Regions from separate parts of the Drosophila melanogaster genome. Here region 1 is linked to region 2. The links are chromatin contacts, called in public Hi-C maps. All regions are on one chromosome and are shown on one strand. The core of a region is the stretch at or near the end of the contact, and the rest is flanking DNA. Distances in the headings are between cores, read along the strand shown.

What was found. Hi-C and Micro-C count contacts between places; a contact is called where the count stands out from the background.
Region 1: a contact with region 2 is called in a Hi-C map of the Kc167 cell line, with 1.5 times the contacts expected there. The contact joins the promoter of kek5 here to the promoter of CG8028 in region 2. A contact is called at or near these places in 6 of 107 Hi-C or Micro-C datasets (the Kc167 cell line, cellular blastoderm embryo, embryo and 2 more) and 1 of 6 datasets of contacts at active chromatin or transcription factors (the S2 cell line).

Annotation. Positions count from the first base shown.
Region 1 is chrX:19,349,551-19,356,185 of dm6, reverse strand. It overlaps kek5 (kekkon 5), which reads right to left and starts at 3,005. Exons shown (of 5, transcript NM_001258817.2): 1 at 2,533-3,005.
Region 2 is chrX:19,277,293-19,283,526 of dm6, reverse strand. CG8028 reads left to right here and starts at 3,178. Exons shown (of 5, transcript NM_001103561.2): 1 at 3,178-3,354; 2 at 3,540-4,553; 3 at 5,550-5,694; 4 at 5,763-5,883; 5 at 5,963-6,234. The coding sequence starts at 3,205. The coding sequence ends at 6,224. It overlaps CG8034, which reads left to right. Exons shown (of 4, transcript NM_133148.5): 2 at 1-170; 3 at 334-525; 4 at 592-2,295. The coding sequence ends at 800.

The DNA.
Region 1 (6,635 bases), core at 1,756-4,255, 73 kb before region 2:
TTAACGTTATTTATGATTTTTCTAAAATCCTTATTCAGGCTTTCCTTGGATAATCTTTAATTACACTTACTTGGGTTGAATGTAATATTACAGATGTGAGATGTTCAAAGCCATAGAAAAGAAAATCCCTTTCATGTGCTTATTTGGTTTTTAATTGTAAATCTTATTTATTGCAGAACGTTTTTTACAACATTTTATCTATAAGATTGACGACTAATCTATGCTATGTATGTATGTACATATGGCTTCAAGTGCTTGTTTATAAATGTCTCACATGTTCCTTTTAGTATCATTTCGATTAATGGTTCATGTAGAAAATAAAAAAAAAAACAATACTTAAGTGAATTTTGTTTAATAATTGCTTTCAATCAAATACATACATACACATTTCTAATTGGTCTTGATCGTTTTTGTGGCAACTGTACATATTGTATGGGTACCAAATTTGTTGTTTCTGTTTGATCCAAGTGTTTTGTGAGACAAAAATTAAGTGTAGATTTCTGCACCGCTTTTCTATGTTACTCAGTAGAAAGAGTAGGGAATATTTGTCTTTTGAAGTGGAAAATCTATTTTCGTCATGAGGAAATCATAATAGTCGTACGCATCCCTAAATCGAAAAATTCCATTTCTGTCATATTTAATTTGGCTTGTAGTAAAAAGGCGCCCCAAAATTAGATCCATAATCATATTATACCATTTAATACCCATAAAAATTTAGGGTAGTAAACATAAATTTTGACTACAGATTTTATATTTTCCGTAAATAACGCGCACTATTTTAATTTATAGCATTTCTAGGATAGTATACATATGTATAAACTCCATTTCCGTCAAAAGATTGATGAAACCAGATGAAGCATTCCTCAAAGCGAATGCATACACTGCATACACATCAAAAATGTTTGGGCGTGGGTATATCCTCCAATTGTTTCCCAACAACTCTTATTGGCACTTTTTCTTGTGGTCTTAATTTCTGGGCCGCAATATTCGCATCTTTGCTAATCCCTTTGTTTGTTTTTAGCTTTCCCGATTTCCCCTGTCCTCCTGCTACATTTTCGCTCCTTTCGCCTGCAGTTCTTATTCGTCCCAAGGATAAATTCATGAAAACAAAAAGTGCTCCGCCAAAAACACCAACTCACACACACACACACACACACACGCACCTACATACCTACCAATAATACCAAGGTAATAGCACCCGCAGAAACACACGCACACTTCGACAGTACCACTGGCGGCTAACTGTACTGCATGGACAAACACACAAAAAAGCGAACAAGAAAGTAAGCCGAAACTTACATACCCTTGCAGTAATAATACAAAACACCTGTATACCGAGCAATACTTCATGATTAAGAACCGATGATTATTTTATCACTTTCAGTTAATTTTCTTATTTTTCCTATGACAGCTATGTACATGATGCAATAGCTATAAAACTGAGACTTTTTTTTATGGAAATGGACAGACAAACGGACAGGTGGACCGTTAATTAGACTCTAAATACTGATCATGATATTCCGATATACCGAATTTAATGTGCCATCTGCAAGGGTATATAACCTGAAATAAGAACAGAGAAAAAGTTAAGTTTCTCTTCTGTTCGCTGTCTTCTAATTTCTGTTCGTGCTTTTGTTCTTCCCTTACTGGTTTGTTTTGTTTTGTTTTGTTCTGCGTTTGTTTGTTTGTTTTTCTTTCTTTCTTAATTTTTGGCAACGTCAATTACACGCGAAACTTCTTGCCTGAGTGCTTAACCCTTGGCAGGGCGCGCAGGTAGTGAGCGCTCTCGTATTAACCCTACAGCGCTCACGCACACACGCGTGAAATATGCAGAATATATGGTTGCAAATTAAATATCATATTGCATATTAGCCACCAATTTGCAACGGGATCAGTGTATTCTGGCTAAACGAATTAAGTTAGTTCAGTGGGGAAAACAGCGATCTCCGTGCGGATGGTTCGTTACTTCAGTTTTTGGGGGTTAATGGCTTTTAAACTGCAGACTGCACTTTACGTACATACGTACATATATACCTAAATATATATGTTTATATATACATATGTAATATGTATGTTTTCTTCATTTCTTTGCCTTTCCCTTATTTTCCTGCCTTCGGAAACGCAAATGATGCAGTTTGTTTGATTCATTTGACATTACAATTGCTGCAGCTGCACGTTGTTGTTCTCGTTTTGTTGTTGCTGCTGCTTCTGGCGATGCTGCATTTTGCTTCAGTTTCAGTTTTTCATGTTTTTCCAAGCACAAACCACGCTGCAGTCGCTGCTGTTGTCGTTGTTGTTGTTGTTATCATTGCTGCTTCTGTTGTTTTGCAGGTAAGTCGAAGATGAGTGTTGAACCGGTTCAACGGGTACACACGACTACCATTGAAAGAAGCCACATACGTACATGAAGACAGACACACACACTCTCACACACGGGCAGCACTTACACTCTCCCTCCCGCTCGCTCGCTCTATCTCTCCCACTCGCACTCTATGCACTTATTTTAACTCTTTATCTCTCCACTCTCTTTACCACGCTTTGTGTTGATCCGCTCTCCGCTCCGTTATTTACTCCACGGCGTGACTTTTCCAAATATAATCACCTTTTGGCTTTAGCTGCTTGTGAGGGGGTTGAAGTGGTGTGTGGGTGGGGGGGGCTTGTTGTTGTTTTCGTTTAAGGGGTATCACTTGCAAGTAACCGAAAAAAAAGTGTGAGTAATGCACTCCGGGACAGCCGCAACAGCCGCGTGTTTGGCGGCGTTCGAAAAAAAAAGCAAACACACACACACTAGCCGCCACTCAACTCAAGTGAACTCCACGCGACGCGAGGCGAGTCGAGACGACTTTTCGTGTTTCGTTAACCGCGACTGTCCATTCAATTGGCGGCAACAACTGACTGCTTCGCGCACTCGAGTACGTACATATGTGTATGTGGGTGGGCGATGCGCTCGACGTTTCACTCTAGCAACAACCTACGCGACCGGCGTTTGCAACAACACTGCGACGCACATCTGTTCGAGAGCAGGCCGCTCGAGCCGCATCGAACCGAGTCGCAGCGAACCGAACCGAACTAAGCCGAGCCGTCATGCAACATGTTCGACTGGAACGTCAGCTGAGGGGTTGCAACAGCAACAAAGCACTGAAACAAAACGTGTGTAACGAATTATAAAATCAAATTTACGGCGATTTTTCACTTAATGAATGTATACAAAAACAAAAAAAATTAAAATCAATAATTTTTTTTCAATAAAAAAAAATAATTTTAGTTATCACCATAATCAAATCAAACAAAACCATGGTACGAAAGTCGTGACAATTTTACCCTTAACGATTCTGATGCCAATGAAATGTGTTTTTTTTTTTTTGTCTTATTGTACAGCTAGGATGTTGAGATTAAGCATACATGTTCTATACATAAACATAGACGCAGAGCCAGTTTGTTGACCCATTTTGCCACGCCCACTCTAACGCTCACAAGCCGCCAAAAACTACCCAAGCAATTTTTAAATAGTTTCTTATTTCATTCCCCAATAATATCTACCTAAGAAAAATGTTAAAATTTCGCGTTCGCATTTCCATTAGCCAAGTAACCGATATACTCGACTATAGATTCTCCCTTCTCAAGAACAGAGCTCAGTACAAAATATATACATATGTATTCAAAAAATCAGTTGAACACAAAATAAGAATTTCAGCTCCATCGCGAACGTTAGAAACTGAATGAATTCATCAGCCAGTTGACAGAAGTTTGATTTTAAGACCTCTGATCGTCGAACAAAATGGAAAGGAGCTGCTGCTTGGTAGTGCAATTCATTTTAAAATTTCAGCGGCTAGCATCATTAATTACGTCACCGGCGAAAAAAGAAGGAAAGTGAAGCGTTCTCTGTGCCCCTGAATAACTGCGAAGAATTAAGTACGTCAGTAAGGGGAGAGCATACACGCGCCCATGTGTGGAGCCAGCCAGATACACTGCGAGAAACGAGTGGCAATTCCAATCCAATACATAAATATGTAAGGTTCCCTTTACATAAAATTAAATAGTAAGGTATCATGGGAAACCAGTACACATTGATAATAGCATAAGAGCAATGGCATTATTACTACATTTCAATGAAAGATACTTTAAATTGCTTAATTTTGGAAGTTTTCGATGTTTGTTATTATGCCTTAATATTAATATAGCTTTATTTCCTATTTATTTATAAGAGATACCAGAAAGTGAAGCTAATTTTTTATTAGACCTGAAGATTTAAGAGGCATACGCAGCGCAAGTTAGTTGTCAAGTAATGTTGGCACCTCCACTTTAACGCCCACAAATCGCTCAAATCTGCCACGCCTACACTTCTTGAAAATGTTTTGAAATGTAAAAGTCGACAACTAATTATGGACACCCTAATTTTAAATTTGGTTAATTTGATTTCTAATTAAAAAAATTTAAACAAGCAAAGTAAATCTTTTACAGAAAAAATACTGGTTTTTTTATTTATTTAAAAAACGCATCTTTTGTTATAGGGAAATAGAAGTGTTGGCGAGCAATCGATTTTTTCGCCAATTGATTGTGTAAGTTTTAAAATAAAAGATGTATATTTTTTTGATTTGAAATGCAGAAACTAAATGAAATGCTGCTCGATCATGATAGGTTACAATTGGTATTGCAGCATTTTGAAATGTACAGTAGACTAAACACAGATGGACGCCAAATTAATTATGACAAATTATGCTATAAACTGGGCACATAAGCACCAAATCAAGCTAGGATCATAAAAATAGAACACACATTTCATGAGAACAAGGTAACCATCTTCTATGTTCGTTTTATTTAATATTCTTTTATATCCTTCCTATCTAGGACTTACATATATTTTCATTTGGTGAGTAAACATTTCAACAACTGCGAACATATAAAACACAAGAATAACACACTCCACTTACAATATTTTACGTTTTCTCTATTTTAGTTGGTTAAATGTTTAAAATTGTTTTGTTTTTTGCTTTTATTTAAAGATCGACTCTATTCAGGCATAATAACTTATATAGTTTTAGAGAATATTCAATGAATATTTCCTCCAAAAGGAAAAAGACATTGACACCAATGATGTGGAATCTTCTATTCTGTATCTTCTATTCTGTATCTGTATCTGTAAATGAAGAACTAAAACCATATGAAAATATGAACATCTTGCTGAAGGAGCAGCTGACTCAGTTGAGTTGGTGAGCTAGCTTTAGATTTTAGATTGATTAATGAACATGAACTTTAACAATAAGTTGCTCTTAATGGCGACTCCGATGAACCCAAACGGAGGACTCCTTGAAGCGCACCATCAGCCAGGTGGCGTTGCAGGCGACGGAGGAGGAGCCAACTAAAGTGACTGGTGACTAAAGTAGCCAGGCTCATCACCATTTCCAGCTGGCCCTGCAGTTGGATGTGCTAGTTGGATGCAGGTTTCCCCATTTCGGTCGACTTCGGTCACTATCACCATCATCATCTTCCTTGCTTGGAAAAGTTGTACGAGATCGATTTGGACAACTATGCGGCTGAGGAGTTTGCGGATCTATCTGGAGAGCACTGCCAAGTGCGCATTTCTCGGCAGGAGTACGTGTACCTGGCGAATATGGATTTGAACTGGGTCCATCCATCCACTGGACATGTCTATCGGGAGCCATTGCCCAGGCTTTATTACCCAGCTTATATTCCCAAGAAGGATGCCCAATTGGCTTGATAAATTTTAAGTTTTGGGTAATATAATTAAAATATATAATTGAAAGGTGTAACTTATAACCTACAATATTTATGTATTTGCATTCATCTGAGAGTCAAGCTTTTCAGTCCAAACTGTGGACACTGATGACGTTCTCATTGCAACATCCGCTGATGATGCCGCAGTTCTAGTCAGAAACCCCTTTCCACAGGAGTATGTTTGTTGCTTTGAAAAATTGACGCAGGATTGGAACAAACAGGAATAAACAGTAGCAAATGAGCAAAGTTTATGTTTTCGATCAGACCTGGAATATATACGCATCTTGGATCCGTGCTGGAGCATAAGTCGTATGGAAAATATCTTGGGATTATCTATACTTTGGCTATGTTGTCAAAAGTTGCGAAAATATCGTGGCTCCTGTCTCCTAGTATCAAGCTCTCCTTAAAAAGCAAGTTGGCTATATATAAAACCATCCTCAAACCGATTTGAAGATATGGCTTTCAAGTTTATGGAGTTGCTGCTAAATTGCACCATAAAGAAAATCCGTACAGCTCAGAGTAAAATACTGAGAACAATGTGCAATGCTTCTTGGTACATACATACATGCGTTTCTAGATGCATAGAAAGTGGATCTGGATCAACTAGAATCCTGTCGTAAAAAATATATCCCAATTCCCAGTATTAGTTGTCAATCAATATTTAAATGTACGAAACATTTATCTTAGTAAGTAATCAAAAATTGTTAACGTTGTGTCTAATACTAATATAATATTACTTATTTCTATTTCTTAAACATATAAGTGTTTAGGCTGCCTGAAGGTAGTTTTTAAAATAAAAATAACAATAAAAAAAGAGTTAAGCCTAAATTAATATAAGCTACTTTCTATAGTCTAAGCTTATTTAGGAAAAGTTTAGGGCTTCTAAAGTTCTTAATGAT
Region 2 (6,234 bases), core at 1,929-4,428:
CTTTGCCAATCTGGGCTACCAGAAGACGGACGTCGCCTTTTGCCTCTCGATTACGGCCATTACGGATATCGCCGCTCGTATTGTCCTGCCGCCGATATTCGATCGTACCACAATCAAGAAGCGCACCATTTTCCTCGTGTCCATCATCTTTGTTGCCCTGACCCGTTCAAGTGAGTAGTTGCGTCATCCGGGAGTAGAAATATTCAAGTGGCACGCACCATTCAAAGCTACTTGAGTATTTGAAAAAAATGTTCAATTTCATTCAGATAACAGCTGCTTAATGCTTGATGATGATTTTGATTGGAATTTCTAACACACGATTGTGCTTTGCAGTTATGGCTGAGCAAACGGAGTGGACCCAGTTGATGATTTGGCTTTCGATCTGCGGTTTCTTCCGTGGATCCGCACTGAGCAACTTCACCCTAACCGTATCCGAATATTGCTCACTGGAGAAGCTGCCCTCGGCATTCGGCTGGCATCTGGTGGGCAAAGCCCTATTTGTGATCACATTCGGACCGCTCATTGGTATGGAAATCGAACGATCTTTGGCCCAGAATACCCAGTTAACATAGACAATTTTGCCCATTTCAGGTCTCATTCGGGATGTGACCGACAGCTATCCGATTTGCATACACACCCAGAGCGTTTGCATAATGATTTGTGCCACTGCCTGGGGCATCGAGTATCTGGTTGAGTACATTCAGTCGCGACGTCGCACCGCCGATGCCGCCCAGTTGCCAACCCAAGATGTGGGAGCCACGACGACAGCGACGTCGGACCAGAACGATGTGAAGCTGTAAGCTGTAAGCCGGTGGCAGGAGGCAATGGACACGAGATGAGATGGACCAGAGAGATCTACTTTAAGGAAGACAGTACAGCGAGTACGAGTGCCCAACTATAAATATACTTAAGAGGTTCCTGCACAATGGAAGGATAAGACTACGTTTGATCCTCGAGTGTGGAGGCCTAATACCCCAAAATGTATTAAAACTCAACATAGTTAAGACATTTTTTTCGTTTGCGCTCTTTTTTTTTTTTTTTCTTGCAATATGCTTAGTGAGACTTAAGATCTTGGAGAGACATAATCACACACACACACACACACTCCATACCCAACGTGTAACCATAACTATTAACTATATGATTAAGATGAATTTTTGTCAGTTTTAGTTGTATGAACACATCTCTTAAGTGTAACCAACCCAGTGGGGGTGTGTGGCCCACGCAGAAGGCCCACAAAAACCACAACAAAGTGCGTTTACATTTTAATGTTAGAATCAAGGTAACCCAAATTGATTCAGTTAAGTTCCCAACTTTCTAATTATTATCATTATTATTATTCGAGCCGTTCCCTTTCGCAAGCGTTTCGCCTTGAATTGTTCTCCGATTTGCTTCTTAGTGAACTTGTATGTGATAGTTCAAAGATAGTTCTTAATTTAGAAGTTAATCACTACTTATAGAAATACTGATATCTGCATCTGAAGATACATCGATGTGACAGGAAGATGAGGAAGGAGTGTTGAAAATTGATCGGCTTTAAAATGTACCTAAGGAGCGAAGTTAAGCAGCGACAAAACAATTAAACTATACAAATAATAAATAAAACACTATATATCATTTATCCTACGTTCAATATGAAAACTACTTTGGCATGTTAAATGAATTGACGAAATATGGAAGAACAGTCCGCCAGAGAAGCTTTTCCTCAATTTTAAAGGCGATGAGACTCTGTTTCTATTCTATTCAACGAAATGCCACAATACATATATATATATATATATATATACAATTGATGAAGAATACTTGGAGAGGACTAAACAAAGTCGAAATTGAAATCGAAATCGAAATGAAGGGATGATGTCGTGTATGTTTGGTCCAAAAATATTAAAATATTAATAAGTAAGATCTATGTGCATTGTTTAATGAAATAACTAAGCCCAACCGATAAGCAATAAATGCAAACGAATCCACGACAAATCGTGGAAAAAGACCAAGTTAACTCAATGTAGCAAACTTTTGGGCTCGGCGCGGAATGCTACACTGAGAACTAAACTAGCCGATGCCCAGATGACGACATTCGGATATTCTATATACACAAATTACTACTAGATTAAGTATATTTTGGGTACTTAAATTTATCATGGATTATACATATATATATATGTATATATATATAAATATATATATTTTTGTCGAATTAGTAAAACAGTAAGGAGCGTTTTTGATACAAGCGTTTGAAGCGAACTTTTGGAAATGTATTGCCCGATATTGTAGCCCTACTAAATAATATATTATAATAATAATATATATATGAATATGTGTGTATATTAAATTGGTAAAATAAAGCGATGAAAAGTATGCATTTTTGCGAATAATATTTCCTGGAACTGCACAGGCTGGAAAAGTTAACAAATTCCAACAGATTAGATCTTAGAAATCTTAGAAATAAAAAAAGGCGTGCGGCTTAGCCTTCTTTAAAATAGATAAATAAATGGGTATAGATGAGTAACTGAAGGAAAAGTGCAAGGTTTTTAAAATCATTTGGGAACTCAAACATCCGGTTAAGTTACACCCAACCCCATAATCGCCATCATTTAGTGCGAAGTTTATGCGTTTATAGTATCGAGTTGAGCAAAACTCACCGTCTGCGTGTAAACAAATGTAATGCGTGAAGAATAAATTTAAGTTTGTATAAATTAAGCAGTAGATATCTCGCAGGAGGGTGTGGTATGCGACGACCCACGAGGACTGTTGTAAATCTAGTGACAAACCTGTCCGTAGCACTAGGTCTGGAAATTCTTATCAGCGTAGGAGTCGGGCCAACTTGTTCTCGATAAAGACCCCAAATGATGCTCCAAAAATTGTTTTGTTATTCGCAAATGTACCATTACCATTACAACACGGAATTTGGAATTCGGGGGCGTGGTAGTAGGGCGTAGACAACCCACCCACCCGATCTCTCGTCTATTTACACTAGCGGAAATGCTTGAAAATCACGACGGGGGCCGGCACCGCAGGGAAATTTGTAAACTGTATGCGAGTATCTGGGCTAATCTTATCGGGAAAGCCATATTATGTATGAACCTTTGTCATAAGAAGCTTAGCTTGGCCATAAAGTCCCGAGGTGCGATAAGCGGATAATCGAGGAGGCTGCTACTGGTAGCGCCGACTTATATGATGGGATTGATATACGCACACGGACGGATGCCTCAGACTGGGATCGTCTGGTTGACGATCGAGCACCGACTCCAGTCGCGCCCAGCATACCAGATGAAGAAGTCGAAATCCTACACACTGGAGGCACCCGATGGCGGCTGGGGAATCCTCGTCTGCATTGGCATGGCCCTGCCTTTTGTAAGTACTAACGCAGGGAACTCAATCGGCCAAGAAATGCAAAGTCAGTGGGTATCGAGGTGGTTCTTAAGTGAATGGAAAATAGTTTAAATAAAATTCAGAGTAAACTTTTTTTTTCTAGAACTAATGATATAATGGCATAAATAAAGAACGCAATTAGCATAAATTCAAACGATTACTTACAGACAAGTGCCCTTGCGGCTTTGCCATCGTTTGGCCTGGTCTTCGGCGAGTTCCTGAAGAGCATTGGAGCGGAGACGAGTGCCATGGCCATCATAACGAGTGCCTTCTTCTCGTCGATGAGCTTCGCCGGCCTGTTCTCCGGCTCCCTGTTCCAGCGCTTTGGAATGCGGCAGGTGGGCGTCACTGGCGGCATCTTGTACTTCCTGGGCACTGGAATGCAGTTGTTCGCCACCTCCACGCTACACCTGATCATGGCCTTTAGCGTCGTTCAGGGATTCGCCTTCGGGCTGATGGTGCCCACCTGCTATACGACATTCAACCATTATTTTGTCAAGAACCGCGTGATGTGGATGAGCTTTGCCCAGACACTGATTGGCTTGGGCTCCATGCTATATCCGATTGTCATGCAGAAGTTGATGTCATGGTACGGCTTCCGCGGTTGCCTGCTCATCCTCACGGGACTGAATGCTCATGCGGTGTTCGGGATGCTGGTCATGCACCCAGTGGAGTGGCACATGCGTCGCGTGCCCATCCAGCCCGAGGAGCAGGAGGAACTCAAGGAGTTGAGCCCAACGGTGGTGATTAGAGTGCAGCCGGAAACACCGCTTAAGGCTACCAGAGAGGAGCCCAACTTTCATACCGCTGATCCAGGAGCGCGAAAGCTCTCCCACGCCGAGGAGCAAATGCTGAAGGTTCTGTCCAGTCGGGCCTCGAGCATCACCAGCCTGGGCAATTGGTCCGGACCCGTGGTGGTCAGTGACGCCTCGCCCCAGATGATGCACAGCCTGCAGACCTCACGGCGTCCGAGCACGATTGCCGGTGCATCAGGTGCAGTAGCTCCAGCCCACGCTACCAAAAAGAGCTGGGTGCGCACCATCGTCGACTTCCTCGATCTCACGCTGCTGAAGAAGCCCATTTTCGTTAACATCGTGCTGGGCATCACCTTTGCCCTCTACTCCGACATCACCTTCTTCACCATGCAGCCAGTCTACCTATTTGAGCTGGGATACAGCAGGGTGAGTCATTACCACAATATCCACAGTTAAGGGCTGGAGCAGTAGGCTTACCGTAGTTTACACTAAACTTGCTAGCTCTATTGAAAGAAATGTAGATGTGGTGGGTTGATTGAAAAATTACATAAAAATTGTATGCATATATGTTAGCAAAGTAGAATAGACACCATATTTATGTGTAATTAACATAAATTTTCGCAATCTTTCCATATGTACTTTTTACTTTTCGTATCCCTAATCATATCCCTAATCTTGATAACCTTATTCAAAATTTCTTTGAGAAACCAGTTCAAACTGAATTGAAATTATATCACGTGGTATAGATCGTATATCTAAAGTCACCTTGAACAATCTCTAAAGCAGTCGACTTGCTGCTTGTCAAGCAGTTTACTACTTGCCAAGCAATATCTACGATGCTTGCATATAATCATATCTTGCAAAGTAAGGGGTATCTAATAGTCGCGGAACCCGACACCCGTTGCTGATTTAATTGAATTTTTGTTCTTGTGAATTATATACAAATAGATTTCTTTTAGGTATCACAAAATGCCAAAATTTACTTGCGAAAACGCAGTTTCAATAATAATTACTAACTTTTAACGCACACCAAACTTAACACTTTGAGCGATCATATAAGCAACTGATAAATCTGAAATCGATAACAAAAATTAAGTTATATGAGATTTAGAAGCAACTTAAAAGAATAAAAAACGTTCACAAAAAAAGGCAGAAACGAACGCGACGCCATTTTGAATTATTCGAATTCACTTTGTCCGCTTTCGCCGTTAAAAAACGGCTAATCGGAAACAGTATTTTACAGATTAAAAAAAAAAAATTAAAAACCTTGTAAAAGAAAAACATAAAAATAACATAAGCTTACCGTAAGAATATATAAACGATTTCTAAGTGGTTTTCCCAGTCTGATTATTGCGATTACCAGGTTATTTCCAGTTCTTTCAGTAACTTCTACATCCCATAAATAATATTGTTTTTTTTCAGCCCGACACGGCCACCATTATCGCCATTGGAGCGGCCGCAGACTTGGCATCTCGTATTTTCCTGGCCATCACCGCCGTGTGCATCCAGGTTCCTTCGAGATACATTTATTTGGCCGGAGCCGTTTTCACCGTCTTTGCGAGATTCGGTAGGCGAACCCTTCCTTGGGCTCCAAGAACTCCCTTCCTCCCACTAATCTCACTCATTTTCCCACAGCCTTCAACGGAATCACACAGTTTGTGGGCATGGCCTGCATCACGGCGGTCATTGGATTTCTGCGCACCTGGCTCCACGTTCCACTGCCTCTGGTCTTTGCCGACTACTTGCCCAAGGAAAGGTGGGTTCTTTTGGCAAGCTTATAGCATTTATCACAAAATTATAATATATATTCCTCATATATTTCCATCTCGTTTAAGGTTCGCCACTGGCTATGGCCTTTTCATGTTCATCCAAGGCAATGCCATGTTCCTCATCGGTCCCATTGTTGGGTTTATTCGGGACAAGACCAGGGATTACATTTTCGTCTTTCACATCCTAAACGGCTTCATGATCCTGTGCGCCGCTCCTTGGGTCCTCGAAGTGCTGATCGTCAAGTTTCGGAGGCGTAACAAAATCGAACGCAACAACGTTGATCACGAGGATGTTGATAACCAGGGACGTAGTGCAATGGTCCAATAAAAAAAACTCT